Regions from separate parts of the Zea mays genome. Here all the other regions are linked to region 2. Evidence: chromatin contacts called from public Hi-C data. All regions are on one chromosome and are shown on one strand. Each heading gives the region's core, a stretch centred on a gene start, on an enhancer-like site or on the middle of the called end of the contact. The rest is flanking DNA. Distances are from core to core; before and after follow the strand shown.

The links. A called contact is a pair of places that touch in the nucleus more often than the background predicts.
Region 1: a Hi-C map of tassel shows a contact between it and region 2, with 2.2 times the contacts expected there. The contact joins the promoter of LOC100383620 here to the promoter of LOC100194126 in region 2. A contact is called at or near these places in 2 of 25 Hi-C or Micro-C datasets (ear and tassel).
Region 3: a Hi-C map of leaf shows a contact between it and region 2, with 8 times the contacts expected there. The contact joins the promoter of LOC100284078 here to the promoter of LOC100194126 in region 2. A contact is called at or near these places in 9 of 25 Hi-C or Micro-C datasets (bundle sheath, ear, endosperm and 4 more).

Annotation. Positions count from the first base shown.
Region 1 is chr2:45,198,625-45,202,646 of Zm-B73-REFERENCE-NAM-5.0, forward strand. It overlaps LOC100383620 (Sugar transport protein 5), which reads right to left and starts at 2,624. Exons shown (of 2, transcript NM_001176268.1): 1 at 2,347-2,624; 2 at 1-447. The coding sequence starts at 2,488.
Region 2 is chr2:45,386,935-45,390,772 of Zm-B73-REFERENCE-NAM-5.0, forward strand. LOC100194126 (cryptochrome2) reads right to left here and starts at 2,006. Exons shown (of 5, transcript NM_001359400.1): 1 at 1,463-2,006; 2 at 702-920; 3 at 1-564. The coding sequence starts at 1,769. LOC103648599 reads left to right here and starts at 3,454. Exons shown (of 3, transcript XM_035965058.1): 1 at 3,454-3,634. The coding sequence starts at 3,454.
Region 3 is chr2:45,237,430-45,241,538 of Zm-B73-REFERENCE-NAM-5.0, forward strand. LOC100284078 reads left to right here and starts at 2,650. Exons shown (of 3, transcript NM_001156976.2): 1 at 2,650-3,155. The coding sequence starts at 2,710.

The sequences.
Region 1 (4,022 bases), core at 1,374-3,873, 190 kb before region 2:
CGCGGTTGGTCAGGTAGTTAGTGACGGTGGCGGCCAGCGCGCCCAGCACCTGGAAGATGCTGTACGCCGCGGTGAACGCCCCGCGCCACCGCGCCGGCGATGTCTCCGCGAGGTACAGAGGGGCGGCCTGCGTGGTGAACCCGACCCCGAAGCCGAGCAGCATCCGTCCGAGGATGAGCATGGCGACGTTGACGGCGCCGGCGTTGATCGCGGAGCCTAGGAGGAACAGGACGCCGCCCATCAGCATCACGGCCTGCCGGCCCACCGTCCTCGTCACGCGGCTCGCCACCAGCGACGACAGCATCGCGGCGATGTACAGCGACGAGGTGAACGCCGTGAGCCGCTGGTCGTCGTATTTGCAGTATGCGTCGTGCTTCGCGTCCTTTGTCCCGCTCGACACTTCCGGGAAGAACTTCGCCAGGAACGACTCCATTTGTGTCACGCCACCTTTCATGTACAAAAGAATGTGTGTAAAAGTTATTTCGATGATCGAAAAGAGTTTTTTTCTTTAAAAATATAATCCAAAAAGATCATAGAAGAACGAAAAAAGGGTAAATGGCTCGATGACCAGTTGACCACGAAGGGCATTTTAGTGGGATTACAAATGCATAATATTTGAATGAGATATTAGTATATTTTAATTCACCTTTTCTGTACGTCAGATGCCTGAGTTTTGGTTTTGCAACACCTTAGCCATTGATCTTGATTGAGTCCCACCCCCCACCACCAAGCTGAATATTAGGTTATTTTACTTCGAATCTAGATTCGTTAGATTTTAAATCTATCTGACGATAACCATTTAGTAAATAATATGTGAAGTAATTTCTGAGGGTTTACAGAGTGGATAGCAAGTTGGGTCGAATGAGAAGCACTTTTTTTCTCCTACTCTCCAGTATAAAACGGACACTAGATTCACTCCGCTTCGCTCCAAAGCGAGAAGCTCTGCCAAACGCGCCGCCCCGCCTTCTCTGCTTGGTATTGCACCAGTTAATTTTGTATTTGTCTTGATTGCATGTCCAAATGTGTTGGTCCGAGGGAGGGAGGGAGAGGCGAAACAGTTTTCGGGTATGTTTAGCAATTAGCAGGCACGTAAGAAATAGACTCCCGTAACCGTGTTAATACAAACAAGCAGATGTAGCCGTTAAATCTTAATCCAACGGTCAAGACCGTTGCATGCAAAAATTTACTGTTTCAGGCATTTGAAATATAACAGTCGTTCCTATCTTCATTTATTCACTTACTAGTTACTTGTTATATGTTTGCAAATGTTTAAACAAGATCATTCTACGCAATCGACACATTGGTCAATTTTACGTTGATATCTGCTAGGTGCCTGGGTATGACAATATTTAAGGCTGTCTCTAGCAGTATAGCTGCTTTTAAACTTTATCTTGTAAACAATATGGTCTATAGTGCAACACGACCAGATGCACGATGGAGACAACCTGAGTATAAGATATATACGCGCAATGGAATCTTAATCTTAGCATAGCTTGAAGTTGGCCTGATGTGAATCCTATATTTTGTTGACTCTTCTTAATTAAAACTATTCGCTGAAAATTCTCTGGGCAAGGGTGTTGGCCGAAAGCATGACTCTACTTAAGCGATATATATGTGCTAGCTAGTCGCCTTGTCTTCACAGCTAAGTAGGCGATCGAGTATAGCATATATGCTTTTGTTGTTTCGCTTTATCTCCTAGTTAAGAATATGTCCTGCTGTTCTTCTTTTATTTGTTCTCTCCCCCCTCTCAAGGTGATCTCACGCATATCTCAAAGCACGTCCCCGCCGCATCTTTTAGGCATGTAGCACGTACTAGGACCCTTTTAGTCAGCGGCGTTGCGCCGATTCAAATAATGTGCAAGAACAGGTCACTTGACTGACCTATAGATTAACGCAAGTAGGAAGTAGTGGCTCTTTAAGTAAACACTTTTTTTCAAACAAAGGATCAGACATACTAAGGAGAAGCATCCAGTTTTTAAGAAATTGGTTTATAGAAACTGAGGTGGTTCCAAACATATTCTAGTTTATAGAAAATAAGATCCTTAGTTTTTTTTTTAAAAAAACAAGAAGCTATCCTTTCCTAACTAATAAAACTGGTTTTTTGTTGTTTTTAAACAGGGCCTAAATATGAAGGAGAAACTGACTTTGACTGCTAAGTAGTTAACATATTTTTTTCCCCCAGTCCTAGTGCCGTGAAACCCCCAAATGACCTGAGCGAGATATAATACTACATAAATATCCTGAGGAACTGCACGCTGGTGAAGGGATAAAGATTACAAGAATGGTAATGCTGTCTTCAACGGGCATGGGAGGCTGTCCCAGCAGAGATCGAGCGCACGCACGCACCTGAGACGCCAATGTCGTAGCCGAAGATGAGACCGCAGGAGGCGGCCATGAGGCAGGTGACCACGACGGAGACCGTGACGCCTCCCCCGTAGTCGTCGCGCGCGTGGCCGCCCTCCGCCGCGGCGAACCCGCCTCCGGTCATCGGAGCGCAGCGCAGGGCAAGGCAGGGCAGGCAGGTTCTACTACTTGTACCCGAGGGGCCGGCCGGGCTCTTTCCTCTTCGGTTGGGCCGGCGAGAGCAGAGCTGAGAGGCAACCAGGTGCGTTTTGCACCCCGTCCGTCGCCTGTGGGACAGTGGGAGTGTGCCGTGGAGACTTTATTATGGCTGAAGGCCTGAAGCGGTGGTGTCGTGGTGATATGGATATGGATTCTATATAATGCTTTCTACGTATGGACGTCGTGGAGTGCAGCAGTAAATAAGTGGGGTGTGCAGCACAGCATAGGCCATAAAGCCACAAGTATATGTGAAGGTGAGGAGGGTATTTCGTAAGGTGTCCGGTTGGTAGCCGATGCATGCATTATTTTGTCGCAGCTCTTCAATTTCAACTGCCGGAGTTCTAGAAGAGCTTCTGGCGAGTGGCGATGGATTGGCTTTCCGCCGCGCGCTGCCACACAAATTAAAGTTTTGGCCGAAACACCTTTCTATGTTTCATGCACATGACTCTTCTTATATATACCAGGGCCGGCCCTGAAACCATGCGACGTACGGAGACGACGATTGGAGGCTCAATATCTATTATCTATCGACATCATTATATAATTTATCAGTTTAAATTTTACAAACTCATCAAACCAAATAACCCACACACCCATAATCTTCATTACATCCATCAAATAAATTGCACTCGTACTTAACACATCATGAAAACTAACGGTTCAGTACTTAAATCTAATGGACAATATTAGTTAGATCATCCATCATCCTTCATCCCTCCCCTCCCTGCGTCCCCACCGCCGTCAACCCCTCCCCTCGCGCCGCCACCATTGTCGTCCACCCCCTCTGCTCCCATTCCTAGGAACGTAGCGTTAGCACGAGCTATATATTAGTAGTAAAATAGTAGGGGTAGCCAACAAGCCGGTAGGGCTGGCCACAAGGACACCCGACGCATAAGGGCCGCGCAACACGTGCTGCCCACTGCCCAGCCGTCATGCACACACCGCCACACGAGTGCGTGTCTGTGTGACCACACTCTCCAAATGTTCATCGTTCGCCCTCTCGCCGATCCAGCTATCTAGGATTTCAAGATGATGGGCACCACTGCGCCAGCCGCCAGGTACGCATGGTCGAGCGATCAGGATTCTCAACCCGCAAAATGCTAATCTGTACCGTTGTATATTATCTAGTGTCATACATATTTTAAAAATTAATATTTTAAAAATTAATTTTAATGCACATCATCGTTTATCTACAAAATTCTAATCTGCAGCGTTGTATATCATAGAACTTTTATATAGTCTAGAGGGCTCACCTCGATGAGTTCGCCTGGTTGCCCTCAAAATTATAGGACCGAGGCTGATATATACTAGTCACTTGCGCGCACCAACGCACACATATAAGGATTGTAAGCATTATGTGAATACCCCTTTTCAGATAAAATGAGCTGAATAAAATAGGTTATAAACATGGAAATTTTCTCAACTAACTACCCGACATGTGGTACGTGGATTGGCATGTG
Region 2 (3,838 bases), core at 756-3,255:
GGACCTTGACGAAGAAGCTTGCCACCACCACACGTATCCGGTCATGCAGCCACCCCGTCGCCCACAGCTCCCTCATGCCAGCGTCGACGAGCGGGTACCCGGTCCTTCCCTGCCTCCAAATCTTGAAGTAGCTCTCGTCCACCACCCAGGGGAAGAACCTGAGGTGCGCCAGGAGGGGCCTCTCATGGCTGCTCGGGTGATTGAAGCTCAGGTACCGGGAGTACTCCCGCAGGCCGATGGAACGGAGGAACAGGGTGCAGCTCTCCTCGGCAGCGTGGTTGCCCTCGTTGCTCCACACGAGCTGCTTCATGCGAACTAGGTGGAAGACCTTGCGCACGCTAAGCTCGCCGAAGTGCAGGTGAGGCGACAGCAGGGACGTGCTCGCGCTATCGGCCTTCTTGCGGTTCACTGAGTAGTCGGCCAGTGGGCCGTTGAGGAAGGCCGTCAGCGCCTTGTCTGCGTTCTGCCACCCTGGCGTCCACGCTCGGGCCAGAAGAGCGTTGCTTCCCCTCTCTGACTCGTCCTCAAAGATCAGATCCTCCGATGGGCACATCGATAAGTCACCTGTTCATAATTCCAGCCAGCCAATCAACTAAAGAGCTAATTCAACATCATCTTGTAGCAGAAGCACAATGTGTCGTCAGTAAGCTATCTGTACAAGTAGAAGCTAGAAAAATTTAAACTCATAGTCCTTCAAGCACCTGAATTGATCCTCTTCGGGGGCAGAAGCGGTGCAGGGGGGTCATACGGCATGCTGAGGCACCTGTTCCAGAACGGGTCGAACATGGTGAATGGCTGCCCTTCATCATCGACAACTTCCCATGGCTCGTACAGCAGATCCGAATTGAAAGATTGCACAACGATGCCCTCAGCCGCCAGCATCTCCTTCAACCGGCGGTCCCTGACCAGTGAGATCGGGTCTGAAAAGATGGTGACACAGTAAGATGAGATGGACTCAAAGGCCTAAAGCATCTTCTCTTAGTACCAGGCCAAGCAATTAGTGGAGTGAAAACTAAAGCACTACAGAACTACTATATGTGGAACTTGGCATACCTCAATGGGATGGACTAGGGAAGCAAAGAACTTTTGTGAGTTAAGGAGACGGCGAAATGCTGGGATTTTACTCAGTTGGCAAGTGGAGGTTTATCAAGACTCAAGGCTTGAGACCAGGGCTCTTGCTCAACTGGGAAGCAGTTGACATGTGGAGTTACGAGTTCTAATATATCAAGCACAACCTCAATAATATAAAGATCTGCTCGACATGGAACAATTCAGATGAATAGTGAAACAAAAAAGAAAGAAACTGCAATTGATTTGTTTTATCTAGTGAAGCCAAGTTCGATAATTGTGTACCAAGGAGGGGAATCCTGGATACAATCGCTGAGTGATAACAATATAAAAAGAAATCAATAACAATATGAGAGGAAGAATATTTCCTACTGGGTGGAAGCATGGAACAAACCGTATAGATGATTGAAGTAGACGTGCGTGGCGCCGGTGTCGCGGACCAGCTGGAGCAGCGCGACGGCGGCGTCGGCCGACCTCCGCGTGACAAGCTTTCCCGCCCCAAGGCGGCGGAGCGAGGCGTCCAGGTGGTTCAGGCTCTGGCTGATCCACCACCGGGATACGCGGCCGGGGTAGTAAGGGCCCTCCTCCTCTGGCGACCAGACGTACGCCGGCACCACCTCCCCACCGGCACGCGCCGCCGCCGCGAGCGCCGGGTTGTCCTCCACCCTGAGGTCCCTCCGGAACCACACCACGATCCTCATCGCCGGGTCCCCGCCGCACAGGGACGTCAGGAAGCCATGGAGCCAGGAATAATGAGTGGTGCGCTGAGACCCACTGCTTTCTTCCTCTTCTCCCCCGAGATTCCCAAGAACAGTGGAGGAGTGGGCGCACGAGTCGTAGAGTAGTAATTTCCCCCCTACTCTTCTCTTCTCTGATGTTTGCAGTTGGTGCTTCTGGTTTCTGCTGGGACAGTTCTCGTCCAGTGGAGAAAGAGGCTGTGGATATCAGGATTGCTTGGCTAGGTTTGATCTAACTTTTCTCCTTGTCCATTTGCCTCCCTGGCCCTCACCGTTTCCCTCTATATAATATTCCCTACTCTGTATTACAATAGCATTATTATTCCGACAGAGAAAATTAAAGGGGGAGAAATCAAAATGGTTTGTTAATAGTGGAATTCTCTACTTATCGGCTTTCCCGTGAAATACTAGGCTTTGCTTTCATTGAGATAAGATAACTTCACTTTAAGAACAAAACAGGGCTACAAAAACCAAAAAAAAAAGCAAGGATTAAATTTCTCAAAGCAAAAGGCATCCCGTAAAGTTTGGAGCGGCACGTTTGATTATTTTTAGCAAAAAAATGCTGTGAGTGCCTTTTTCTGCCCACTGTGATCAAAGTAACACAGCTATCTCTCTCTCTCTCTCTCCTCTCTCTCTCTCTCCTCTCCAAACAAGTATCCTAGCCTTTGCCATTTTCCTTTGGTGCGAATGTTCGACGTCTTCTCTAATAATGCTGGCAAAAAAGAGTCCGTCTTATCTAATGCAAAAAGGCAAGCTTTATCCAGAAAAAAAATGTCTTCTTGGTTGGTTCAAACCCTTTTTATTGTACCGTTGTAGGGACCACACATCGCCTAACAATGGATTAATAATCGAGCTTTCACGTTCTAGTTTATCAATGGAGCAACTCCAACTCTCCAAGAGTCTCTTCACATCAATAATAATCTAAAAGATTCTCTCCATATTAACCTTTTTATTGCCATCCAACTGTTTCTTTTTAGTTAGAATCTCTAATTATTGTCACACTATATTTTGGAGATATATAGAGCCGCGCGTGTTCGTATCTCAGTGAGCAATTCTGCTCCTACGTTACGTTAGATATAAATCAAAGTACATGATTAATGATAAAACGCAACATATATAGTCCTACCGGATAAGCTCTATATGCAAAGCAGTTCCTGGATGGGCGGCGCATGGACGTGAGGCGCGTCGGGGGCCCCCCTTTTCTTTCCTTTCCTTTCCTGACAGCGCTGTGCACTTGTGCATGCTTGACCTGTAGTACTGATCTAAAAAAGGCTTGGGAAACTTGGATGATGGAGCCCGGCTACGCATGGCTGGCCTGGCCTAATGCCTGCCTTTGCATCCAGATCCTCGTGACGACGAATATATATATTCGCTGTGGTCGATCGTCTGTAGATGATGATAAGAGAACCTATCTTAACGCATGATCGTTCATGGGTGGCACGCACGTCCAACGGACGCGACGCTGTCCTGTCACCTCGTCCTCGTCCTCGTCCTAGTGCCCGGAAAAGCACGAGAGCTAGCGCTGCTGCTCCGAAACAGGGAGGGCTCCTCCTCAAACTCGTTTCAGTTGCAGACCGCGAACCCCAACGTTGTGCAGTGTTCCGTGTGCGTCGGAGGAGCGGCCGGGGATTAGAGATGGAATGGGTCGATGGGGGCCCGGCCGCGGATGATGCCCATTCCATTCCATTCCATTCCATTCGGGCGGTCGCTGTTGCCGCCCTTGCGCCTTTTGCGTGGGTGGGCGCATAAAGTCGCTCGCGACGACGGCGGCGATGCCATCGCCATCTGCCGCGCGCGATTTCATTCCACGATGGGGGAGATAGATGATGGTGCGGCCTGCTCCGTCCGTGTAAGCATGTTTAGGATACTTCCACACCTCAGAACAAAAAAAAAATCTAGATTTATTACGTAGTAGCTTCATCAGCTATCCATCTTATCTTTGAAATAGACCTAATGCGGCTGCGTCTGTTCTTCTTTCTCCCGGCTACGTGTGGCCACGGCCACGGCTGAGATGGGAGAGCACGCGCGCGGGC
Region 3 (4,109 bases), core at 1,400-3,899, 150 kb before region 2:
GGTTAGGACGTGGAACAAGATGCCATACCTCATTCCTCGTGAAGTTGTTGAGCTCCTCTTGCATCTCCAACACCCAATCTGAATCCCTTAATGCATCTTCTACCCTGTATGGCTCAATAGAAGACACAAAGGAGTAATGTTCACAAAAATGAGCAACGCGAGATCGAGTGGTTACCCCCTTTTGAATATCGCCGAGGATGGTGTTCACGGGGTGATCTCGTTGTATTGCTTGGTGGACTCTTGGGTGAGGCGGTCTTGGACCCTCATCATCTTCCTTGTCTTGATCATGGGCATCTTCCCCTTGATCATTGCCCTCCTCTTGAGGTGGCTCATCTTCTTGATCCTCATTTTCATCATCTTGAGCTTGATCCTCATCTTGGGTTGGTGGAGATGCTTGATTTGAAGATGATGGTTGATCTTGTGCTTGTGGAGGCTCTTCGGATTCTTTAGGACACACATCCCCAATGGACATGTTCCTTAGCGCGACGCATGGAGCCTCTTCATCATCTAGCTCATCAAGATCAACTTGCTCTACTTGAGAGCCGTTAGTCTCATCAAACACAATGTCACAAGAAACTTCAACTAGTCCAGTGGACTTGTTAAAGACTCTATATGCCCTTGTGTTTGAATCATAACCAAGTAAAAAGCCTTCTACAGCCTTAGGAGCAAATTTAGATTTTCTACCTCTTTTAACAAGAATAAAGCATTTGCTACCAAAGACTCTAAAATATGAAACATTGGGCTTTTTACCGGTGAGGAGTTCATATGATGTCTTGTTGAGGATTCGGTGAAGGTAGAGACGATTGATGGCGTAGCAAGCGGTGTTGATTGCTTCTGCCCAAAACCGGTCCGAAGTCTTGTACTCATCAAGCATGGTCCTCACCATGTCAAGTAGAGTTCTATTCTTCCTCTCCACTACACCATTTTGTTGTGGTGTGTAGGGAGAAGAGAACTCATGCTTGATGCCCTCCTACTCAAGGAAGCCTTCTGTTTGTGAGTTCTTGAACTCCGTCCCATTGTCGCTTCTAATCATTTTGATCCTTAAGCCGAACTCATTTTGAGTCCGTCTCAATAATCCCTTTAAGGTCTCTTGGGTTTGTGATTTTGAATTCTATGGACCACCTCGTCTTCCTTCACATATAATTCCTGCAATACTCAGATTTTTATCACAATCAGATTATCTCCAGTCAGATTTTTAGAAAAGTTGATCAGAAAAAAAAGCCAAAGCAAACAAGTCAAATCAGTGGCTATGCCCCTATAGAATCATCTTCCACTTCTATACCTCCTCTCCGCACGCTCATGAGTCCACGAAGAATAGTAGTGTAGAACTTGTTGGGCCTATGCTTCGTCGCCGAAGGTCTTACAGGAAGAAGCGGTCTTCGGCTGAAGCTGTTTGTATAAGATGGCCGAAGGTTCCTCTTCGTGAAGCTTCGGTATTACAAACCGACTTAAAGATAGAATGACCTTTTAGTCCATAAAGGTCTGAGTCAATGTTGTAAGCTTTTATAAGGGGCATACTTGTAATTCCTCACAGGCTGCGTCCTGTGCCTATAAATAGTGAACAGTATTCCTTTACTGTTCACGCATTCTGGTAATTGCAATCGCATCTCTCAGAATCCAACCTTTGCCAAGGCATAGGTATTATTGTATTTAATGATTCAATATATTAAGTAGATATAATATAATTCGTCTATGATTTATTCACCCATCTTATACCTTTTATTTTATGTTGTCTTACAATATCTATTGAAATTTTATTACGAAGGTTTAACTTCGTAATTATACTCTCATCAGCCTTCGTCCAAGGCCCATTATCCTCAAGGGAATAATGTTTCATGGACGAAGGACGTTAACATTTAACACTTTATGTTGCCTTGTTCTTAATTCATAGCATTTGAGAACAAGTCCCCAACAGAACTCTACAACAAATACATTATGAACGTGTTTGGTATAACTCTGCTCCATTACAGAGTAGCTCTACTTCAAATTTTAGGTTGTGTAACCAGTGACAATGACAAATAAATAACTCTAAACTCCATGTTTAGATTGCTATATTAGAGACTACGTAGCAGCAACAAATAAATTGTACTGTAGTTCTAAAAACTCTATGGAGTTTACAACTCTGAAGTTACTGTGTTTGGCAGGCTCTAGTTAGCTCTACCTTAGAGTTTTGTACTAGAGTCATGCCAAACACGCTCTATATATCCATTTTGCTATAGATATTGGAGCACAAAACTCAATCCTTGAAATTAGACTATAACTAAAAACTCACTCTCCTACAGAGTGTCACCCCTATGAATTACATGGAATTAGACTTCTAAACTCTAATTCGATAATATTTAAAATAATAAAAAAATAAAAAATATTTTGCTTCAATACGACTGATTTGATATTAAACTTAATTCAATTCTATGTCCTATACGGCCATTCAAACCGATAAATAGGTATCATCTTTTTCCTCCGTCAAAAAGAGAAAATACAACCATTCGTATCACTAGTTCAAATTTAATTAAATTTATAGTAAATAATATATTTTGCACAATAATTTTTAATATAATTTCAAATATTTTCATTTCCTGAAAATAAGAATTGTATATATCTTTGTGGAGGGACGAAGTACCAGGCTACCACGCGTCCACGCCTCACCATCGCAGAAGCGCAGTAGGAAGCCGGACAAAGCTACGCAAGGAGGGAGAAAGCGTGTAAACCATGGCGTCCTCCGCGTTCCTCAACGCTCTCGTCCTCCGATCGCCATCACCGTCGCTCTCGTCCTCGTCTAACCGCCGCAGCACCGGCGCCTTCGCGTTCCCGAACCCACCGCGCTTCCCATGCCTGCGTTCTGCGCGTCGACTCGTCCTTGCGAGGGCGGCGGCAGCGCCGGCGCCGGGCGATGGCCCCGAGGACGAGTGGGGGCCGGAGCCCGAGGGCGGTTCCGCTGTCACGGGGGCCGCGGTGGCGGAGGCGCCGGAGGCGAGAGAGGTCGCGGAGCTCAAGGCGCAGCTAAAGGACGCGCTGTACGGCACGGAGCGGGGCCTGCGGGCGTCCAGCGAGTCACGAGCCAAAGTGCTGGAGCTCATCACGCAGCTCGAGACGCGCAACCCCACGCCGGCTCCTACGGAGGCGCTTACGCTCCTTAACGGGAAGTGGATCCTCGCGTAAGAAACCGCCTTTTGATCCCGGTCTCTTTCTTAGTTTCTTCCCCCTTCGACAGCTGGAGTGGTACTGTTGTCTCTCGTGGTCGGTGAAATTCATATGGTGTGTCCTGAACTTATAGGGCAAGAGGGCACTAATTTTACTGGAAATTTCACCACTTCTGAGTTTGGTACAGTGATTCTTAGAGAAGTTGCACAAATTTAAACTGGTGAGATTGATCTCATGCCTTTAAATGCTTATTACAAGTGGGCACTGAAATCTGCTACTCTGCGGACTGCTCGATGGATGCTGAAAACTGCATAGTTTGGATTTTACCTCTCAGATTGGTATTGGCTGATGAAAAACTGTTAAGAATTTTCTATGAATTGATTTTCCCCTTTTTCCCGAATAATTTCAGCATGACATGGGCTACTGAGAAATTGTTCCAGTATGATAGAACGCTTTAGGTTGAGAAATCGCTTGATCCTACTCTGGTTAAATTGAGAGTGCTGGATTCCTTTCAAGGTTCACAATAGAACCAAAGATGCTACAAAATTGTGAGGCAACCATAAATTTCACTTATGTGGTTAATTAAGCTTACTTACCTGGTCAATATTTTGAGCTTACATAGCACACATCCACACATACTCCTCCGTTCCAAAATATTTGTCATTCTCTACGAGTCAACCATTTTTATCTTTGACCAAATATATACAACAAAATATTAATATTTATAGTACATAATTACTATTATGAGATAGATCTTTGTATCTGTTTTCCTAATAAACTTATTTGGAGATACATATGTTGCTAATAGTTTCTACAAGTCCAGTCAAACTTGAGAAACTTTGATCGACACGAATACCACAGCGACAACTCTGTTGTTGCTATGACACGTTGATGACTTGGTGTCATCCTTGGCGTGTGTTTATTCTATGGTGGTCAAGCGTGTGTTGATCTTGATAAGGTATTCCTTT